Linked DNA regions of Mus musculus: region 2 is linked to region 1. Evidence: chromatin contacts called from public HiChIP or PLAC-seq data. All regions are on one chromosome and are shown on one strand. The core of a region is the stretch at or near the end of the contact, and the rest is flanking DNA. Distances in the headings are between cores, read along the strand shown.

Region 1 (6,167 bases), core at 1,465-3,964:
TCTTCAGTTCTTCTAGCATGCCTGCCTTCCCAAAGCCCCTGTTCTCCTGGCTCACAATGCAAAGCCCTACCTGGTGGTGAGTACTCTGGGACCTGAGATACCCCCTTTTCTAATTATGGCACAGTCAAAGTGCAGCCTGCCCGCAACTTCTCAGCTTTCAGAGTGTTCAGACAAGCAGATGCCAGCTAGCAGCTAGCAGCTAGCAGAGAAAGGCCCAGGTCTCCTGCTTATCCGCCACTCTCTGATGAGCTCTAACTGCACCTCACGCTGAAAACAGACCATGACAATTTATTTCTTACAGACGTAATCTTTTACAGAATTTGCTAACTGCAGAGGTCCTGGACTGATACCCTTGAATGTACCAAGGAAAGACCTTCATGTAAAATGCAATCCTGTCTTAAGCTTAGTCTCCAATGGGCACATATGACTTACAAACATAAATTCACTGGAATTGTGTTAATCTACTCTAGTGGTATCTATGAGAAAGGAGCAGTTGCTTTATGGAGATTTGATCTTAAGGGAATCACCCCTGGGGAGGAGCGATGCTTAAGAGAATCTGAGCAGCAAGCTGGGGACAAAGACCTAGGGTATAAGTATGGCGAGCCATGGGATGGTGGGAACGATCAGTGGCGTGATCAAGACAAGGAATGAGACTGTTAAGCGCAAAGTCAGCCAAATGCAGGGCATAGGTAAAGGCCCACAACAGTGCTACAGGGAATGAGCAAGCAGAGTCACCCTCCCTGAGGGGGCGTTTCAGCAGAGAGGCGGAAGCAGCAGGGCTTAGACGACGATAAGGTGGCGAGTGGCAGTGTAGGAATCCTGGAACTATTAGAGTTTGGCCAAAGAGGGAAGAGCAACAGGCCAGTGGCTAATGCGTGATGATGTTTAGTAACTTTCTGTTGTTGTCTTCACGCTTTCCTTCTCACTCCACAGTACTCCCAAAGTGGCAGAAATCCATTTGAACCCTAAAACTCACACTATGCTAAAAGCTCCTACCGACAAGGCTCACTCCTGCCTGGGAGCCTTCCTTTTCCCCACCCATTCTCTGTCCTGGGCATAGGCCAGGGGACTGCTGAATGAGGCCCCTGTGAGCAAGGGTGGAGCTGAAGGGATCCTCCCCACAGAGCTGACCGGCCTCTCTCCCACATGGAAAGCTGTGGTGGTCTGAACACTCCTGGGCATACAGATACAAATCCCAACTTCTTTCTCTGTTTGTCAATGTCTGACCCATCCAGGAAAGTCTACATACAGAGCTCAGTTTAGATCTTGAAAACTGGAAAAAGAAGGTCTTGCAATTTATGAGTCCCTCGATTTTCAGAAGCCACTCAAGTGGTACCGGAAGGTCCGTGCTGGATTCAATGTTCCCGTTATAGTTTTGGTAAATTCTTTAACCTGCCCAGGCTTTTTAGTACTCTCCTCGGTGACTTTAAAGTACCCATAATAGCGTCTTCCTTATAGGGCTTCAAGAGGGTTCTTGAGACACACCAGTGAAATGTTTGTCACGGTGCTTGGCAAGGCAGCTTGAAATAAGTTGAAATACAAGTTATTGTTGAAGGGAATGGGCCCCAGAGGAGCTGAGAGAAAGTCCAATGTTATTGTAAATATACAAAGAAAACGTGTTCCTTAAAACTTCTTTTAAAGTATCTTGTAGAAACAAATAACCAATTCCAAATCCACATTTACAAATCATCAGATTTATAGGAGAAAAAAAAGTTTCACCTCTCTAGTGGACCTGCTCAATTAAGACAGTTAACCTTCTTAACCAGGGGGCGGAACTGGGGGCGTTGCATTAATTTCCTGGCCTGTCAGGACAGCTTGCATAAGAGAGCCCTTGGGTATATTGTTATTGCTTTAATGAAAATTCAGGTCCAGCCCCCTTGGTGGAACAGGTCCAGCAGAGACTGGACTTTTCAAAAGCCTGAACCCAGGCAGCAGGCCCGGCAGGGGAGGAAGCGCCTTTCCCAAGCCAACCAGAGGGCAGGGAGAGAGGCTTGGCACCTGCGGGCCCAGATCGCTGGCTTAACGCCCCAGGGGGATGAGTGCTCCGGTCACCCCGGCCCTCCCAACACCTGGCCTCGAGTCAGCGGGAGGTGCCCCAATCCCAGACCAGAATAGCACAGCGCCACGCAGGGTCTGCACGGCGGGCTCACCTTTCCCCGGCATAGCCATTGCGAAACGTGGGGTGTGGGGGGATGGGGTGGACGGGAAGCCGAATAGGGGTGTGGGGGCGGGGGTACTGCCAAGGTCAAGGGAGCGTGCGCGGGGCGGGGACGGGATGGTGGCGCGCACGGAAGCGCCGGCCCAGAGAAGCCCGCACGTAGCACACGCTCAGCCCGGCCCGCGCGTCCCTTACCCCGTTGGCTGCAGCGATGCGTACGATGAGCTGGATGGCCTCGGTCATGTAGAAGCGGCCGTCCCCGCCCACAACCAGCGTGGCCTCCTGCCTCAGCGCCGGCTCCACGGTAGAGACGATGCTCTGGATGAAATTCTCCGCATAGTTGGCGTTGCTCTGGAAAACCTTCACTCGCTTCCGCAATCCGCTGGTGCCCGGCTTCTGATCCGGATATGCCTGCGTCTTCACTGTCACGATCTTCACCATGGTGGCGGTTGGCTGCGAGGCGACAGTGGCTGCGGCTCTGGCTGCTGCAGAGGGCTCAGGGTCCGCTCTGCTCTTGCCCTGGAAACGATGGCCCAGGGCCTGCCCACGGCCCGCCCACTTCGCCAAAGTCCGGCTGCCTGGGAAGAGGGACGGGTCACGGGGTCGAGAGGGGCGGAGTCTCCCCGACTGACACATCTCTACCTGAGCCAATGGTCTATATAAAGAAACTAGCTCTTTAACTGGAGAGCAGAGCTTCATCTATCGATCATAGTGCAAGGACGAAGAGTTCAGCACGTTACTGTGATTGGACTAGAGTGTCACGTATACATTCCAGAAGCTGGTCTAAAAGACAGAAAAGCCATCCTCCGACTTTTTTTTTTTCTGCAAGGACAGGCTCAACCCCAAAGTTATATTCAGCTTTCTACTTTTTATGTGTTTGCTGTGGGCCACATGCTACTTCATTAGTGATTGTGGATATCCGAAGAACTGATTTGTTTAGTGTATAGTTTCTAGATCTTCCAAAAGTACGGGTTTTATTTTTCCGTGCTTCTGCTCACAACACTGAGAAATTCCGATAATAAAATCCTTCCTCGCCGGGCGGTGGTGGCACATGCCTTTAATCCCATCACTTGGGAGGCAGAGGCAGGCAGATTTCTGAGTTCGAGGCCAGCCTGGTCTATAGAGTGAGTTCCAGGAAAGCCAGGGCTACACAGAGAAACCCTGTCTCGAAAAACAAAACAAAATCCTTCATCACTTGAGGAAGTTCAGCTCAGTTTGGGTCTGAACAAGCCAGGCAGGCTCTTACCAGGGTTGGCCTGTCTGTCATCCATCACGTTTGACAACTAGGAAATGGAAACTTTGAAGGCAGCCTAGATAAACATAGATACAGCTATAAGGCGTCAAAGGATTACTGTGACAGCGGACCCAGTGATTGTGAAAACAGCAAGAGCTAAGGCAGTCAAAAAGGATTTGATTATTCGGTAGGAATATTTTCTTCTGCCTTTCTTAGTTTTTTTTTGTTTTTGTTTTTGTTTTTTTGTTAAGAGTCTCTGCTTGACAAATGTGTCATTTTAGTATACCAAGAAAACAAATACCTTTAAGAAAGTTAAGTCTGTGAGTGTCCATCTTAAACAAATGTAAAACCTTTCAAAAAGGATTTCTGCAAGAAAGAGGTTGTGGTGATGATGACTGTGCCTGTATTCCTACACACACACACACCCAGAGAGAGAGAGAGAGAGAGAAAGAAAGAGAGAGAGAGAGAGGGAAAGAGAGAGAGAGAGAAACATTCCATAGAGGCATAGACCTATACAGACTTGAAATGACCCCAGCTTAGTACAGTCCACGTGAAATCAGTATTAGTTGATGCAGTCATCAGACTGTACTTAAAACCTATCAAGCCTAAAATTATCAGCTCCTCTCTCCAGTTGCAGTACTAGAACATACTGATAACCCATGAACTGAGCTTGTACTCATACTTTCACAGTGGCTAATTGGTGTCTCTTGATCAAGCAGGGAGGTTGGCTGACATATGTAAGTTCTGCCTCAGAACAAATGCTAATAGGTATATGGATATGAAGTTTATGTGTATACAGCATAGCTGGTTATAATCACTGTCATTGAGCTTCTGTGGTAGCTATGTGGAAACTGACAGCTGCTCATAATTTCTAATATTTTCCTAAGAATTTACAGCTTATAGTCATATTTTTGTAAAGTAAGTTGTGTTTTCAAACTCATTAGGTGAGAAAATTAGTTAAAGGTAGAATAGTGAGTGTGACTGAGATTACCTAACTCAAAAATGAAAATATAGCATAGAATCCTCCAAGTCTTACAAACATCCACTTTAGATTTATATAGTTTACATTAGTGCTTTCACCTAGGTACTAATAAAAAGTACTCAACAAATGGTATCACACAAAGTGCTGGGCTCAGACTCGGAACCCATGCATGCCCTTCCCGAGGTCTTAACTGTCTATGGAAGTATGATGAAGCTGTTCACTTAAGACTGGATCTGTACTTCTCTCACCTCAGAACATGCAGCAGTTAGCTTCAGCCACATAGCAAATCCATCTAAAACTTATTAGCTTAATACATCCTCCATGCATTATCCCTCGGGCTGTTGTTTATGCAAGTGTTACAGCCCTAAGGGGAAAGACTGCCCCAATTCAAGTGTTACAGCTCTGAAGGGAAGGTATCCTGGCAGTCAGGAGCCAAGGAATACCAGAGTCACACTGCACAACAAACCTCACACAAGAGATACACGGGGAAAGACACGAAAGGGTGACTGACTGCCTGTGCTCAGGCAAGAAGCAGCAGAGAACTGAGCAGAGGCAGGCTTCTTGTATGGGGTTTTTTGGGGGCAGGGTTTACCAGGTTGGAGATTTCCAGGGCGGAGGGGGATTGCTGAGATTTCAAGTCCTGAGCTTGGAGTGAGCCCAGGGATTGGTGGGTTTTGAAAACCCAGAAGTGAGCTTGGAGTTTTTTACCCTACAGGTTAACTGAGCCATTATGCGGATCTGAGCAAGACTCAGCCAATCTTGGCTAGATCCAGCGTCTCCTTTACAGCCCCTATGATCCTAGCAATCATTTATGTAATCCCTTCGAATTACTTTTCCAGTGCTATGTACCAAAATAACACACACACACACACACACACACACACACACACACACACACACACACACACACACACGGTGATTGAAAGTGCCCATTTATTACCTCAAAACTCTTTAAGTCAGAACTCTGCCACATTTGGCTGTGTTCCACATTCTCAGCATATGTAAAACGATTGAAATCATGGTCTTGACTGGGCTGGGCAAAGTGTTAAAGGTAAATCAACATAGATGCCACAGTCTAAATACCCAAAGTCCAATCGCCTGTAGCCATGTAGCCGTGTATTGCAAACTGCACTCATCCTGATTGCCCTCAACCACTACTATCTCCAGTCATAACCAGCACAGAAAGTCCTTGTCATCATGAGTCAACAAAACCTACCAGCTACAGGCAGCTTACAGAGCTGTGCTTGCCATGGAAGGATGCTGATGTGCGACAGCACTGTGGAGGGAGCCTGGGCTTTATAAGGCGAGCAGGCTTTTGCTTCTTTCTTAGAGAAAGAACTGCTTGGTGAACTACTCTGGCAACAATAAACTACAATTTAGAACTGTTTTGAGCTGAGTGCTTTGGACACATCTCTTGAGATTGCTAAGAACACTGTTTTCCTGGCATCTGTGGAGCTGAGACCCCTACTTCTTTGGAAGCTGTAATCCACTCCACTTGGCTACACTGTCCTCAGGATCAAATCTGACTTATTCTAAAACTGACTTGTGTGTAAGGTGCGCACACTCCAGCACTGCAGCCTGAGAACACCCTGCAGAAGATTGTTCTCTCCTTCCAGCATGAGTTCTAGGGGTAGAACTCGGGTTATCAGGCTTGGCCCCAGGGCAAAACATACATACATACATACATACATACATACATACATACATACATACATACATACATACCAGTCTGTGTGACCTGTATCACGAAATCTCAATAGCTACAGTTGCCCGTACTAGACCATGCCAGTAAA
Region 2 (5,536 bases), core at 1,707-4,206, 1.2 Mb before region 1:
TGCATAAATACCCAGGACCTGGGACAGCTTCCTCAAGTACCTTGACTTTTCTCTGTGCTGTAGAGGAGGGCCAAGCATAGATGTAGACTAAACGGGAGCATCTCTAACTCTGACTCTTCCAAGATTATACTGTGATTCCTTACATAAGGAGAGTGCCAAGATATGAGTCACGGGTTTTCCTTTGAGTAGCAGCTGGTGTGACCACGGGAGTTCCTGGGTTGGTGTTTTCATATAGATAGACTCTCAGACGCTCACTTAACATCATGACTGTACTGGACTAACAGCATCTGTACTGGGCATTTTCACACTCGTCCGTCATCCTCCTACTGATAAGTGGCATATTTGGGATTTGAAGCTCCCCTGTGCAAATGCTCTTTTGAGCCCTGCTAGCCTGTCCTATAGCATGGACCTGTGACTATGAAAGAATGCCTCAGCTGTCCTCCGAATGCAGAGGTGGCCTCATTGCTGGAGAGTACACTGTCTTAGAAACTGGGATTGATGGGTAAAGTGGTCCCTTAGTCACCAGCTGCTTTCTTAGTCTTCGCTCAGTAGCAGAGGTCATTGAGTCAAGTGAGGATGAGCTGAGCCGAGAGGAGTCAGGAGATCAGACCGAGGTGATGCTTGTGGCCGTGAGAGACAGCCTGAGAACAAGGCATTTCCTCAGCGGATCTAGCTTGTCTGGGCATCTCTGATAGCATGGACATATTCCTTCCAGGGTCACTTTGGGAAGGTTGAGCTCTGCAGATATGATCCTGAGGGAGACAACACAGGGGAGCAGGTAGCTGTCAAGTCCCTGAAGCCTGAGAGTGGAGGTAACCACATAGCTGATCTGAAGAAGGAGATAGAGATCTTACGGAACCTCTACCATGAGAACATTGTGAAGTACAAAGGAATCTGCATGGAAGACGGTATGTTGTGCACACTGGACTGTGGGATAAAGGTCCAGTGGCTCTCTGGGTCCTAAGGGCATTTGCTGGTAGGCAGTCCGCAGCTTCATCTTTACCAGCTCCTGTGGGCTGTCAGACATTCAGGTCTCACAACAACAAGGTCCTTACCAACTGCAGGCCTCCTGGGAGGCTTCTCCCAGCCGCAGGATGTGAACTTTGTCTTTCAGATTCACGTATAATGCTGGGAAGCATCCCAGATAGCCACACTTGTGCCATAAGGAAGTTAAACTACTCACCCCCATTCCTCTTCTGATCTAGTGCTACCTAAGGCCTTCTGCTCTGTCCTTATTGAAGCTAAGGTAGCAAATAGTACTTAGTAGTCACATTTACTAATACTGTACCTTATCTGCAAGGCAGTCATGCATGTGCTTTAAAACTAGTAATAAGAGGGTATGGACTATGATTTTAAAACTGATCGCTTGTCTAGAGATTCACAAAGCACTAGGACTGCAGTACCCTGATGAGGCAGGACCTGGGGCTATGGACTCCTGTTTATCACTGAAGTGTCTGTGCCTGTGGTAGGCTCTTCTTCCCCATGCTTCGGGGGCTAGGCTGACCTTCCACCCCCAGGCCCTGTCTACAGAGCCCCATGCTCATCCTCTCTGCAGCCTCATCTGATGCTACTTTCTCCTAAATAGGAGGCAATGGTATCAAGCTCATCATGGAGTTTCTGCCTTCGGGAAGCCTAAAGGAGTATCTGCCAAAGAATAAGAACAAAATCAACCTCAAACAGCAGCTAAAATATGCCATCCAGATTTGTAAGGTAAAAACACCAAACAGAAAGAAACAGCCTGTTTTTTTTAAAAAAGTAGGCATTCTGTCCTGGGGAAATGGTTAGTAATTAGACCTCAGCGGGAGCCTGTAATAAATGAACCGTGTTTTTAACTCTGCACCATTTGCATGAAATGTGAGCAGTGGACTTTACTTGGACCTTTTTTTTTTTTTTAATTGTTTAATTTTATAACAAAAACTGTTAGTGATATGGGGATGAAATGGCTTTTTTTCCTAATTGTGCTGTGGAAGATAAAAAAAACACAACCTGAAGTGACTTTTTCAGTGGGTCTGACCTACTGCTCTTAGGGGAAGGACTGTGGGTTATCAACAGCACATTTACCTTCGCAATGGGCCTGAGCCACACTTTTCTCTTAGGGGATGGACTACTTGGGTTCTCGGCAATACGTTCACCGGGACTTAGCAGCAAGAAATGTCCTTGTTGAGAGTGAGCATCAAGTGAAGATCGGAGACTTTGGTTTAACCAAAGCAATTGAAACCGATAAGGAGTACTACACAGTCAAGGACGACCGGGACAGCCCAGTGTTCTGGTATGTAAACCAGCTCGGCCGTGCTTTGTAGCTTAGCATTGTCTTGAAGGCTCTTGAAGCTGTGCTTGGGTGCGTATCAGCTGCTCTGAGCTTTTGGAGAATGGGAGAGTCTGGCCATCATCACTTCAGCCTCTGTAGCTTCATGTGAGCAAGCCACACCCACCACAGTTCTCATAGCTGTGAGCAGGTGGAAGAGGCTGGCTCGTTCTTAATACATCCGTGTAGAAGCCCTGGAGGGATCGCAGGGCCACAGGTACACATTGCCATAGTCGTGGAGATCCTGCAAGAGGGATAGATACTTGGCTAGGTTTTAGGAACCACTAGTTACCGTAGTTAGCGAGCCACGCCCTGACCATCATTGTCTCTCAGTTGGGAACACCTTCCTGGGGAAAGCTGCCTGTGTACCCTGATGCCTCTCATGCAGACATGGGGCCCTCTCCACCAGCAAAGCCTATCCAGAGTCTTCCTTCCTCGTTTAAAAACGGAGTGGTTTTGAGGCCCTTGATTGTGCCAGTGAATCCTGAATTATGGGTGAGGCAGCCAACTTAGTGTGGCAGTGGCACAGGCTTCAGGCATGGGTTTGAAAGGCTGTGTGTGATTGGGTAAAAGCTGAAGGGAAGGGGGCATGGCTGGAGCTCTGCTGTTCTGCTGACAGAGATAAGAGGGAACTGAAAGCACGTGTGTCATTGGGAAGTGCTGTAGGGGTGGCTGAGTCAGAGCATCAGGACTTGACCAGAGTTGAAGGACACAAAGTCTGTACTGAAGGTCACCATGGAGAGGAACAAGAAAGGAACAAGGGAATCGGGGTCAGCTGCTTCAGTAGCCCAGGAAGGACAGGTTGGGACAGTAGGAAGTGGATTTGTCTGAGGAGTGTTCAGGAAACCAGTTCTGGGATGCCTAGACACCTGGTATGGGCATTTGGGCATCACTCACCAAAATAGTGATGCCAGAGAGGGTGCTGACTCCTGGCTTACAGGGATATAACTTGGGGCTCATCTTCAGGGGACTGTCCCCTCTCTAAAAGAATGTTCCCTGGGACACGAGGAACACAGATATCTCGTTTAAGGGCAAGTAAGATGTTGCTGTGAGCCTCTGGACTGCTGTCCCGTGTGCTGTGTGCACTGTGGCAGCATGAATGGCCAGAGTCCCTCAGAGGCACGTGACTTACATTCTCAAGAACAGGGAAGTGGCTTTCCTGAGGCACTCTTTTTTTTTTTTTTTGGGAGGAACAAAAGGCTCACTCCCTGCTTTCCTTTCAGGTACGCTCCGGAATGTTTAATCCAGTGTAAATTTTATATCGCCTCTGATGTCTGGTCTTTTGGAGTGACACTGCACGAGCTGCTCACTTACTGTGACTCAGATTTTAGTCCCATGGCCGTAAGTGTTAACTGCTACCTCTTGTCAGTGTGCCACATGGAGAGGGTTACAGCATGCTATCTCACATGGTCTGGCAAAGTTTGCCTTCACAAGTGCAGAATTCAGTAAGACGACTCAGGTTTTTAGGGTGAGGGTCATCACAAGAGAGAATGATACACTTTGAGCATTGCCGTAGGGGTTTTGTTTTCATACGACTGACAGCTGTGGTTGGTCCCCTCAGATGTGCTGTTATGGACCAATCCTTGAGAGCGCAAATAAGGGTTTTAGATTTTCATTTGAAGTTATGGAAGAGAAAAGCTTTGTTGCTTTAATTTCTTCTTACTTCTGAAAGCATCACCTTAATTTTGTTTGGTTTTATTTTACATAGTTGTTCCTGAAAATGATAGGCCCAACTCATGGCCAGATGACAGTGACACGGCTTGTGAATACTCTGAAAGAAGGAAAGCGTCTGCCATGTCCACCCAACTGTCCTGATGAGGTAGCTGTGTCCCCTTCATGGGAAGGGAACTGCATTTTGAATGTCTTTACAGCTTGCCTTATCCAGCATGGGAGGGGAATAACAGAACCGAAGGCCTTACACTGGCTACAGTGTTGGCTCTTGCTTAAGAGTACTCGCTATTCTTTCTGAGGTCCTAGGTTCCATTTACAGCATCCACTTGGGTAAGACATGAGAGAAATCCCTCCTGCGGGGGATGATATGCTGCTCAAGCAAGGCTCCTCTCAGGGAGCTGTGGCCTCCATACCGTGCATGTCTGCCTTCCCAGAAGAGCACATGTGATGAGGTCTTACCATTGCCTGAAGACATTTACCCCACTCACTAGCATTTTCAGTTTTCTAGATTCTAAACTGGATCAAGCCTCCATAGATACTCAGGACTGTCTGGTCAGAGGCAGGTGCAGTGGTGGTGAAGGGGGTAGGCAGATTAGTAACTTTCCTGCCCCTCTCACAGGGTCACAATAGTGACCTGGATTTTGTTGAAAATCAGTTAACCTGTGAGTTAAACAAATGATAATACCATTTATGAACTATTATTTTCTGCATTTTAAGTTGCTCAAATACTCAGTTGTTTAGTCTTGTTAAAGGACAGCAGTTTCTAGCGTATTCTTGATAATTTTGTGTTTTTGAATGTGTGGATGCTTATGGATGCCAGAGACTGAGGGATGTGTCTGCTTGGTTGCCCCGGCTTTGTTTGCTGAGGCAGGGTCTCCCTGGAGTTAGTCCCTCTGGCTTTGCGAGGCTGGCCAGTCTGCCTTACAGCTGCTACCCACGCCTCGCCTTTAAACTGTGTGTCATGCTCTGAACTTTAAGTTACACTCGTGGGGCAAGTACGTGATCCACCAAGCCAACTTTCCAGCCTCTTATTGTTCTTTTAGAATCTCTCAAATCTGATATTATTCATACTGTTCTTGCTTTTATTTTTCATAGGTTTATCAGCTTATGAGAAAATGCTGGGAATTCCAACCATCTAACCGGACAACTTTTCAGAACCTTATTGAAGGATTTGAAGCACTTTTAAAATAAGAAGCATGAACAACATTTAAATTCCCATTTATCAAATCCTTCTCTCCCAAGCCATTTAAAAACGTTTTTTAAGTGAAAAGTTTGTATTCTGCCTCTAAAGTTCCTCAACAAATACTCGAGTTACACATATGCATATGTCACACTGTCACTCAGTGTGTGGATATGCCTATGTCACACTGTCACTCAGTGTGTGGAACTTTCTCTTTAAAGGTGTAACATCTTAAATTTGGTGATGAATAGTGACAACCAAAAGACTAGATTGTGCCTAAGCACTCCTTCTGGAACAACCGAATGATCAGCTGCATAGCAAAGGACTGTGCCGCTGGCATATTGATCTCAGATAAAAACTTGTGGACTTGGCTGACACTC

The links. HiChIP or PLAC-seq counts read pairs in DNA pulled down with a chosen protein or histone mark.
Region 2: an H3K27ac HiChIP or PLAC-seq map of trophoblast stem cells shows a contact between it and region 1, with 11 times the contacts expected there. The contact joins the enhancer-like site here to the promoter of Pgm1 in region 1. A contact is called at or near these places in 9 of 39 promoter capture datasets (the 3T3-L1 cell line, HPC-7-derived erythroid cells, cranial neural crest and 5 more), 1 of 484 Hi-C or Micro-C datasets (reprogramming fibroblasts) and 3 of 115 datasets of contacts at active chromatin or transcription factors (astrocytes, embryonic forebrain and trophoblast stem cells).

What each region holds. Positions count from the first base shown.
Region 1 is chr4:99,925,998-99,932,164 of GRCm38.p6, reverse strand. It overlaps Pgm1 (phosphoglucomutase 1), which reads right to left and starts at 2,714. Exons shown (of 11, transcript NM_028132.3): 1 at 2,354-2,714. The coding sequence starts at 2,599. BC062258 (a long non-coding RNA gene) reads right to left here and starts at 2,347. Exons shown (of 2, transcript XR_003955079.1): 1 at 2,151-2,347; 2 at 1-1,520.
Region 2 is chr4:101,153,126-101,158,661 of GRCm38.p6, reverse strand. Jak1 (Janus kinase 1) reads left to right here. Exons shown (of 25, transcript NM_146145.2): 20 at 716-908; 21 at 1,586-1,710; 22 at 2,097-2,269; 23 at 3,529-3,646; 24 at 4,014-4,124; 25 at 5,072-5,536. The coding sequence ends at 5,167. Among named protein-coding and RNA genes, the nearest start is that of Gm24468, 31 kb to the left of the region's middle. Within about 2 kb of position 2,956, at least 45 of the 459 cell types and tissues checked have an H3K27ac peak or open chromatin away from gene starts, as enhancers often do. A contact at or near this core is called in trophoblast stem cells, where this site is marked.